Regions from separate parts of the Sus scrofa genome. Here regions 1 and 2 are each linked to region 3. Evidence: chromatin contacts called from public Hi-C and HiChIP or PLAC-seq data. All regions are on one chromosome and are shown on one strand. The core of a region is the stretch at or near the end of the contact, and the rest is flanking DNA. Distances in the headings are between cores, read along the strand shown.

Region 1 (2,700 bases), core at 139-2,638, 180 kb after region 3:
CTGGATCCGCGAGGAGTCCAACAGGGAGGCTGTTTCCGCAGCAAGGTGTCACCCTCCCTGGGGGGCCGGAAGGGGAACTCAGGGCCACTTGGCAGCCCACGGCATGCAGGTGGCTCTGGGGTTGGAGGGGACGCTGGCGACGCTGACCTTCGGGCAGCAGCATCCGAGTCCCAGTCCAAGGGACGTTCTCATTTGTGCCCAGACACAAAGGGAGGCTGGCTCTCGCGGGTACAGTTCCTCCCGGAGAACATCTCTATGTCGCTCAGCGTCCATCTGTCCAAACCCCCAGGGCCCAGGCTCTGTCCCTTGCCCTCCATCCAACATATCCTCACATTGTTGAGCCTTTTACTCCATTCTCCTGGCACCTCCCTCGCCCCATCCACCCACCAACCAGACTGTGGTCCCAGTGACCTTTGTCCCAGGGAGCAGAGAATGGTACTAAGAATAGTGCCCATCACAGGGCGGGGGGGAGCGAGGGGGCTCACACACTAACTGTGACTCACAATGGTGTCCCTGTCTGGGGCCCCCACAGCAGTCAACAGCGGCCTTCACCAGGCTGCCCCGGGGTGTCACACATCAGGAATCCAGTGGCATCACTGGGAAACTATGCTTCTCAAGTCGGAGCTCTGAACCACAACAACAGAGGGGTCCCTGTTAGAAGGCAGTGTCTCCGCAGCCGTGCGGGAGGGCGGGCACCACACACACACACACACACACACACACACACACTCACACGCCCCCCACCCCTGCCCGCTCCCCCAGGCTGCAGCGGGGAGTTTCCTCTGACGGCTTTGTTCTCAGCTTCTGGGGAAGACAAAAATTCTCAGTACAACACTGATGGTCCCACTCAAAGACTATGTATGACACAACCTCAGTTATCGGGGGCATCTGAAGGGACCCCAGGCCAGCAGAGCTAGTCACACAAGGACGTTTCCCTCCAGAGGGGACCCTCAAAGTAGTTCAAGTCCAGGGCTAATAACCACTCCCTCTTTTTGTAAGGCAAGGCACCCAGTATATTCCTACTCATCTGGTTGTTTCCCTTCTCTTTGTCTAGGGACCAGAAGGCTCCTGTCTGTCTCCTTGAGGGGTGATTTTAAAAACGCCCCCGTTTTTTGGCCCCCTGGCTTAGAGGCTAAGAAGAGAGCAGCTCAGGTAAATGGAAAAAGCAAAAGGCCAGGACAGGATTTGAATCAAGTGCCCTGGATCATAACTGTTCCCAGAATGAGAAAAAAGATGTCAGCATCTTTCTTCTCATTCTCCAGGCTCGGGGGTTGCCTGCCACAGCAGTGAATTTACAGCTGGTCAACCAGGCTCAGGGTGGGGACCCCTTTCCAGTTCAGCTTCAAGTTCTCACTCTGTCGCCTGTGCCCAGCGTGAGGCAACCACACAGGAGCAGAGCCCAAGGCAGTGGCTGTCTCGGTCAGCACCCCCATCGTCTGTGTGCACATCAAGACCAAGCCTAGCAGCCTGCTCTCCGTAAATCTCTCTCATCACTAGAACACACACTCCAAGGGCGGGGACTGTGAGTTTTCACTGCTGTCACCCAAAGCCTAGCACAGTGCCTCACCAGCAAACACAATCGAAAAGCTGTCTGCCGTGGGGTGACTCCTTCCACCTGTTAGTTCCCTCCCACCCTAGGCTGCATCTGATCGAACCTTCTGTGTTCCGTGCCAGGCGTGGGACCTGGCCTGGGACAGGTGCTCAGTAAATATTTACTGAACTGTATTACCCCAACAATCCTCTGCAGAAAGGTGTCAGGGTACAAGCGACCCAAACTGCTTCTCTCTATTAAACTATATTTGGGGCCAAACAATATGGGTGACTCCCAGGCTATGTTTCATCAACATGTGCCCCAAAATAAAAACGGCCCCACCTCCTGTCCTTTGGGGATTCATTTGCTACTTTGAGCATCTAATCTCTGTAGCTCGACTCTCAAAGTCAAATCAAAGACCTCGGTGTGGGCAGGACACCACATTTATTTTAACCTATGAAACTCTCATGGTTGGTCACCCTTGCAACAGGGCTCACTCTGCCCCCATAGTACACATCTGACAGGTGGTCCTAAAACAGAGGAACGGGACTGACTGGCCCCTCCCTTCCCCCAGGTGTCTCTACCCACAGCCAAACGATGATGGCAAAAACAGAACACTCGACTCCAGAAATGACCCATCTGTTCACAAGTGTATCTTTTTTTTCAAACTACTGCAGGAGTGCCCACCTTTGTGGGTGGGGTGGGTGACCCTAGAATCTAAGCATCACCCTCTGCCTTCAACACCTTCTCAATGATCATCCACAAAAGATCCCGAAGTCCTTCTCATGCCGTCCAGTCCTGAGGAAATGACCTTTAATGACAAATGGAACAGAAAGCATCCTGACAGTTTCTTGCCCTCAGGGCCAAACCCAACAGGAGCTGCACTATCTTCTGAGTGGGGATGAATCAGTCAAGAAATTGTATTGCTGGATCGTTTGGCATCCGAAGCACTGAAGATTTTCAAAAGGAGGAAGAGGATGGTCTGCTTGATGTGCCTTTTCCCATTTCCTCGGAGCTATGGCCCTGCTGTGGCCCCAACTCAACCCAGTCTCACGTAAACCCCAACACGATCCATATGCGGTACGTCCTATAACTGATCAAGGAAGCCTTAGTTCAGCGAATCACTACAGACCAACATGTTCTATGCACATGGTCCTCTATCCATGGCT
Region 2 (2,700 bases), core at 42-2,541, 220 kb after region 3:
CTCTGCCCAGACAGACACAGGCTCCCTACTCAGCGGAGCCAAACCAAGAGAGCCACCAGCTCCGCAGGTGTGAGGGCGCGTGCTTGGAGCATCAGGGGAGAGCAGTGGGGTCTCTGGTCAGGAAAACCCAGGTCCACCTCCTCAGGCGCATGGCCGGACAGCCTCACCAGCAGACCTTTACCCCTGGCTGCTGACGGCTGCGGGCTGTCTCCCAGGAGTGATAAAAATGTACCAGAGTCAGTTTTCGGTGATGGTTGCACAACTCTGTGAATGTACTAAAACCACTCAATTGTACACTTGACCATGGTGAGTTTTACATTATGTGAATCATGTCTTCATTTAAAGCAACAATACTAACAAAAAAAAAAAAAAAAGAGCTAACAAGCACCTGCTGTGAGTCAAGCGATCGGAGTACCTCGGTGACTGGGAAACGTGGAAGGGAAACCTGGAGTTTTGTGGGGGCAACGAACTCCCCCCCCCCATAAGCACACAAACAGGTGCAAGTGTCTCACACTCAACTTGTGACGATGGTTCCAATGATGGCCGAGATGAAAGGTTTTGCAATGGAGAGTGAGTGATGGGGCTGGTTCCAGAAGCCGTGGGGCCAGGGGTAGGAAAGAACCCGCTGCTGTCCTGAGCATGGGGGGCAAGGGAGAGGAGGGAGCCAAGGTGTCAAGGACAACTCCAAGGGCAGGTGGATGGCATCAGTGAGAGGGAAGAGACAGCTATGTGACCTCAGCCACAGAGAGACCTCGGGAGATGGCACGGAGGCCCACTCTCCGGGGGACCATGGGAGGTGCTGGGGCAGGGCACATCCCGAGGTGGTTGCCTGGCGTCTCCGATGTCTGGGACCACTTATGTGAGGCCTGAGAGAGAGGGCCACAGACTGCAGGAGATAAGCAGGGCACCTCGCATTCCCCTGACCCCAAGCTGTCCCCAGAAGAGGCTGCCCAGGAGCTCACCTAGAGTGACATTAGCATTAGCAGATTTCTAAGTATAAGGCTTTCAGGAGAAGACGTCTCCACCAGACCTGAGTCTTTCTGGAAGTTTCTCTCCCAATCCCTTGGTGGGGGTTGGGGGGGCAGACAGAAATGGGCTTCAGGCAAACAAACACTGGACCAGGCTCACCGGCCCTGAACCGAGAAAGGTGCAGCTCACAATACTGTGACCAAAAGGGACCTTTTGGAAAATTCTTTTCCAAGAGGGATCATGAGTTTGGGCCCCTGGAATGCCCCGGAGAAGTTCTGATTGGCTCGCAGGCCCTGACTCAGATTGAGCACCAGCTCCACCCTCAGATGAGTAAATAAACTGACCCACAGACTGGGGGAGGGGGAGGGGGCAGCGGGAACAGGATGGGAACCCAGAGAAGGCCGGTGCTGACTCTATGCAGAGAAGAGACAGATGAGGCATCAAGTCCCTTCCACAGACGGTGGTGCGACACAATTCAGGAAATATTTCTCTGGGCCTCACACACCACTCCAGTTGGGACACAGCCCTGCCCTGGCAGCCCGCGCGTTGCTGCTTTATAATACACTGAATTAGTCACTGGATTAGCAAGCGCATTTACACACATAGGAGCACAGCTGTTTAAAGACACAGGATCCCCTCTTCCAGGTGCCAGAGTTTGGCTGCAAATCAACCACCGCAAGTGGCAACGGGCACAGGGTTCCCAAAGGCGTCTTCAGTTGCAAAGCGATCTAGGGAAAGTCCGTTAGAATTGGGAGGGTCTGACGGGCACGTCCAGAAGGAAGCAAGGCCAGTGGGCTTTTTCAGACCCGAGATATTATCTTCGAGGCTGCCGCGTGGATGCACTGACCTGGCCCTTCTCAGCAGTGGGCTGACGTGGGGTGGGGGTGGGGGGCGGCCTGGCTGGGGACAGGATGGCCCGGGGCAGGCAGCTCTCCCCTGGGCTGGCTGCACCCACAGGTGGCAGAGGTTTCCTCCTAAACCCTCAGATGCCAAGGTCACCTTCAGAAAAGAAGGGATTCCAGGCAAAGAGAACACTTCGGCAGTGAAGAGAGTTCTATATCCTGATGCTAGCAATTCCAAGAACCAGCCCTGTTGACCCAGCCATGCCCGGACATGATGTTCCAGAGTCGCAACGGTGACCTGAGGCCCGGCTCAAGTCTGGTAAGAGTGCGTGAGAGGAAGAAAACAGTGTCATCAGCCACAGGGACTGTGCTGGCCCACTTGGTTAGGGGGGTGTCAAGTGGAAAATTTTCTGTAACCAGGTTAACAGCAACCACAGTCCTAACAACCACTGAAGTAGCAACGGTGCTGTCAGCAAAGAGCACTGGTACAGAAGTGGCAGCCTACAAGACCGCAGGATAGGGCACCTTTTAGGAGACCCTGTGTCGGTGAAAAAGCATGTTACAGGATTTATCTCAAATCCTTACAAGAGCCCCGAAAGCTCTTTATGACTATCTCCACTGTAGGGATTAGAAAACGAAGGCTCAGGGAAGTTGAATACGTAGCCTGAGGACAAATGAGCGAGCAGAGCATGCAAACGGCAGGGCTATGTCACCCCCAAACCGTGCTCCTTCCAGGACGGGGCAGCTGCCGTGGGGACCTCATCGCAACCAACAGAATAAAAGAGAGGCTGTGGGCTTCAGGGACCAAGAGGACTTTCTACAGAGCAACCCAAGCGCAGATCCCTTCCCTGTGATCCTGCGTGTTGTCTACACCATGGATCTGAAGATA
Region 3 (2,700 bases), core at 91-2,590:
TCTGAATCCATCTGTTTCACAGTTCGAGGTTCCAGATCCACTTTCACTGCCAAGAGGGATCTATTAAAAAACAACCGTCTGACCAGTGGCTCCCACTTGGAGAGACTGTAACTCTTGGGCTGTAGTTATTACACAACTGGCCAACCAGTTGTGGTCTTATCAATAATATGTGTCATGCAAAACAAGCTTCAATCATTTCCCAAATAAATGGACATAGGGCTTGGATGCATACATATAAATCCCTTTTTTTTTTAATTTCAGAATACATAGAGACGTTTCATCATTGTGTGTCAAGGAACACCGAGAGTATAAACACAAGCACATATTCTGTTAGGCTGTTGACATTCAAAAGGGATACCCCACTCATAATGTGGGGAAATGACTGCACTGGACCTACCCTCTCGTTTCACAGATAACGTTTTATAGATTCTCACTGAGGAGAAGGACCAGCCCACCGTCATTCAGCTCTTTGGTGACTGGACCACATATCAACACAGGGCATCCCAGCTTTTTCCTATACCATGTCCCCTCAGGTGCACCCTCCCAAACACCCTGATCTGAAAGGACAGCCCAAGTCAACTTAATTTATTTCTGAAACAGAACCACTCATTCGAGGACCGTGCGCCACGCTCTCCACCAGCCTGATGGCTGCTTCCTCCCATCTCCTCACTGGGGCAAGTGCTCTCATTATTATCCCCATTTCATAAGTTAAAAGGGGGCACTGGAGGAGTTCCATCATTTGCACAAGGCCACTTGGCGACTAAGGTGCGGGGACAGATGCAAACTCTTGGCTACTAAGGTGCAGGGACAGATGCAAACTCTTTGACTCCAAAGCCCAGATGTTCAAGCACTTGGCAGTACACAACTTAGAGTTCACATGTATGGAAATCAATGGTATCAGCTGAAATGAAATTTAAGGGCATCAAAAGGCAACTCCCAGGAGGGCCAGCTCTAGCCCCATAGCATCTGCTGGGGGCCGGTGTGGTGGGTGGGGCGCAGCTGGCAGGACCTCAGAGAACGCAGTGGAGAGGGCCATTTATCAAGGAAAGAGAACAGACTCAATGCCAGCACCACCAGCATTTCCTAAAAATTTGTCTCCCAGGCCCCCTTGTCAGCAACCCAAAGAGGCTCTCGGGTGCGGAGCTGGAAAATCTGTAGGGGGGACAAATACCTCAACGGCTTTTGAGCACCCCAAATTTGAAAACCCAAAGCCTGGGAGCTCCCAGGCAGGGTGTCAGCACCTGGAGTAAACAAAGGAACCCAGATTGCAAGGGCCCAGCCTCTGAGGAGCCTCCACTGAGCCCCAGCAAACACGCCCCGGGGGCCCCGCCTGCAAGAGGCAGGGGAGGGGTGTCTTTCATGTCCCTGGGTGTGCAGAAGGCTTGCGTGTGTTTGTTTAGAACAAAGCCTGTACTTAACTGGCACAAGAGAAACAGATTTTATAAATAGATGTGAGCATGAATGGTTTTTATGATTAGCTTGTTTTCAATCACCATGCCTGACCGGTGTCTGTGTTCAACTAAGTAAATATTTCTATGGTGATAGTATACACAACACAATGGCCATTATTTAATGTTAATACAAGTACCATATGGGAGGTCTTATCATGCGAGAGCCCCAAAGCATAATAAAAGCAGATAGGAATAGATAGGCAAGGGTGGGCCCTGCTGTACAGTAGGCTTGATAAAACATCTGCTCTGGCAAACGCTAGCCATGCAAGTATTTCTGCAGAGAGAACTCTTCCCCCTGGGATCTCTAGGACCAGATCAGAACGCCAGGCGCTGTGTTTTCCTCTTACTCACGCTCTGACCTTGGTTAAGTCTCCAGGCTAATTGTTTAAACATTCATGCCTCAATTTCCCCATTCTTAGGAGTGTGCTTGCCCCTCCGGGGAGTAATGACGATTTACTCCTGCTGGAATCTCGAGTTGAGAAGGGTAAGTACTGAAGTGGTGCCTCTTTCTTTGAAGCAGCCCAGAATATCAAAGGGAGACCATCCGCTGCAGGTTCCCTTTGCACCTGCACATGTGGGACCCCGGGACATTTCCAAGATGGGTGAAGCAGCCTTGGACAGACCAGAGTTCCCCAGAACTTTACGAGGAGGTAGGCATTTGCCAGGTTTACACTTGGGAGGACAACACTGATGACAGAGGGCGTGAAACTGGACTTATTCTCCAGGGACACTCAGGCAGCATGAGAACGTTCAAGGTTTTCGTGCTGTGGAAGGGGGCATTTCAGCTTTGCACGAAGCATCACTTCTCGATGGTGCTTTTGGTGTCATAAGTGCATAATACGACAGTGTTTGGTGCAATAGGATGTCTGTAGGCTGTTTATATATTATCTGGTTTCACCTTCAGAACTTGCCCTGAAGGGATGACGATGTCCAATTCTGGGATTTGGTGTTTTGCTCTTATGTGTCCTGATGAAACCCATCAACATGAAGAACTCTTGGGATTCGTTTTACCCTTTCCATCCACATGGGGCGTCCACGTCCATCAGGTCATCTATCCCACACTACCAGCCTCGCCTGTGAAAGAGGAACAGACAGTCTCAAAGGCTTATGCTTCACCCAAGCCGAGTTACACAAGTGGAGAGCTAAAACGCAAACCCAAGACTTCTGCTCTGTAAGCCTACTATTTCTAAAGACTTTTTCTCTGTAATTTGGAAAGCAGAATGGGGCCCAGGGAGGAGAATTTATCCTC

Evidence for each region. A called contact is a pair of places that touch in the nucleus more often than the background predicts. HiChIP or PLAC-seq counts read pairs in DNA pulled down with a chosen protein or histone mark.
Region 1: a contact with region 3 is called in a Hi-C map of blood, with 2.6 times the contacts expected there. The contact joins two enhancer-like sites. A contact is called at or near these places in 1 of 5 promoter capture datasets (liver), 4 of 47 Hi-C or Micro-C datasets (adipose tissue, blood, embryonic fibroblasts and 1 more) and 1 of 2 datasets of contacts at active chromatin or transcription factors (skeletal muscle).
Region 2: an H3K27ac HiChIP or PLAC-seq map of skeletal muscle shows a contact between it and region 3, with 6 times the contacts expected there. The contact joins two enhancer-like sites. A contact is called at or near these places in 3 of 47 Hi-C or Micro-C datasets (adipose tissue, heart right ventricle and skeletal muscle) and 1 of 2 datasets of contacts at active chromatin or transcription factors (skeletal muscle).

The regions. Positions count from the first base shown.
Region 1 is chr9:55,386,878-55,389,577 of Sscrofa11.1, forward strand. The region is part of intron 8 of ETS1 (ETS proto-oncogene 1, transcription factor); the gene reads right to left. It overlaps LOC110255459 (a long non-coding RNA gene), which reads right to left. Exons shown (of 2, transcript XR_002335736.1): 1 at 697-2,700. Among named protein-coding and RNA genes, the nearest start is that of ETS1, 120 kb to the right of the region's middle. Within about 2 kb of position 1,389, at least 15 of the 83 cell types and tissues checked have an H3K27ac peak or open chromatin away from gene starts, as enhancers often do.
Region 2 is chr9:55,428,875-55,431,574 of Sscrofa11.1, forward strand. All of the region lies in intron 3 of ETS1 (ETS proto-oncogene 1, transcription factor), which reads right to left. Among named protein-coding and RNA genes, the nearest start is that of ETS1, 82 kb to the right of the region's middle. Within about 2 kb of position 1,292, at least 31 of the 83 cell types and tissues checked have an H3K27ac peak or open chromatin away from gene starts, as enhancers often do. A contact at or near this core is called in adipose tissue and skeletal muscle, where this site is marked.
Region 3 is chr9:55,208,826-55,211,525 of Sscrofa11.1, forward strand. No RefSeq gene overlaps it. Among named protein-coding and RNA genes, the nearest start is that of ETS1, 300 kb to the right of the region's middle. Within about 2 kb of position 1,341, at least 24 of the 83 cell types and tissues checked have an H3K27ac peak or open chromatin away from gene starts, as enhancers often do. A contact at or near this core is called in adipose tissue and skeletal muscle, where this site is marked.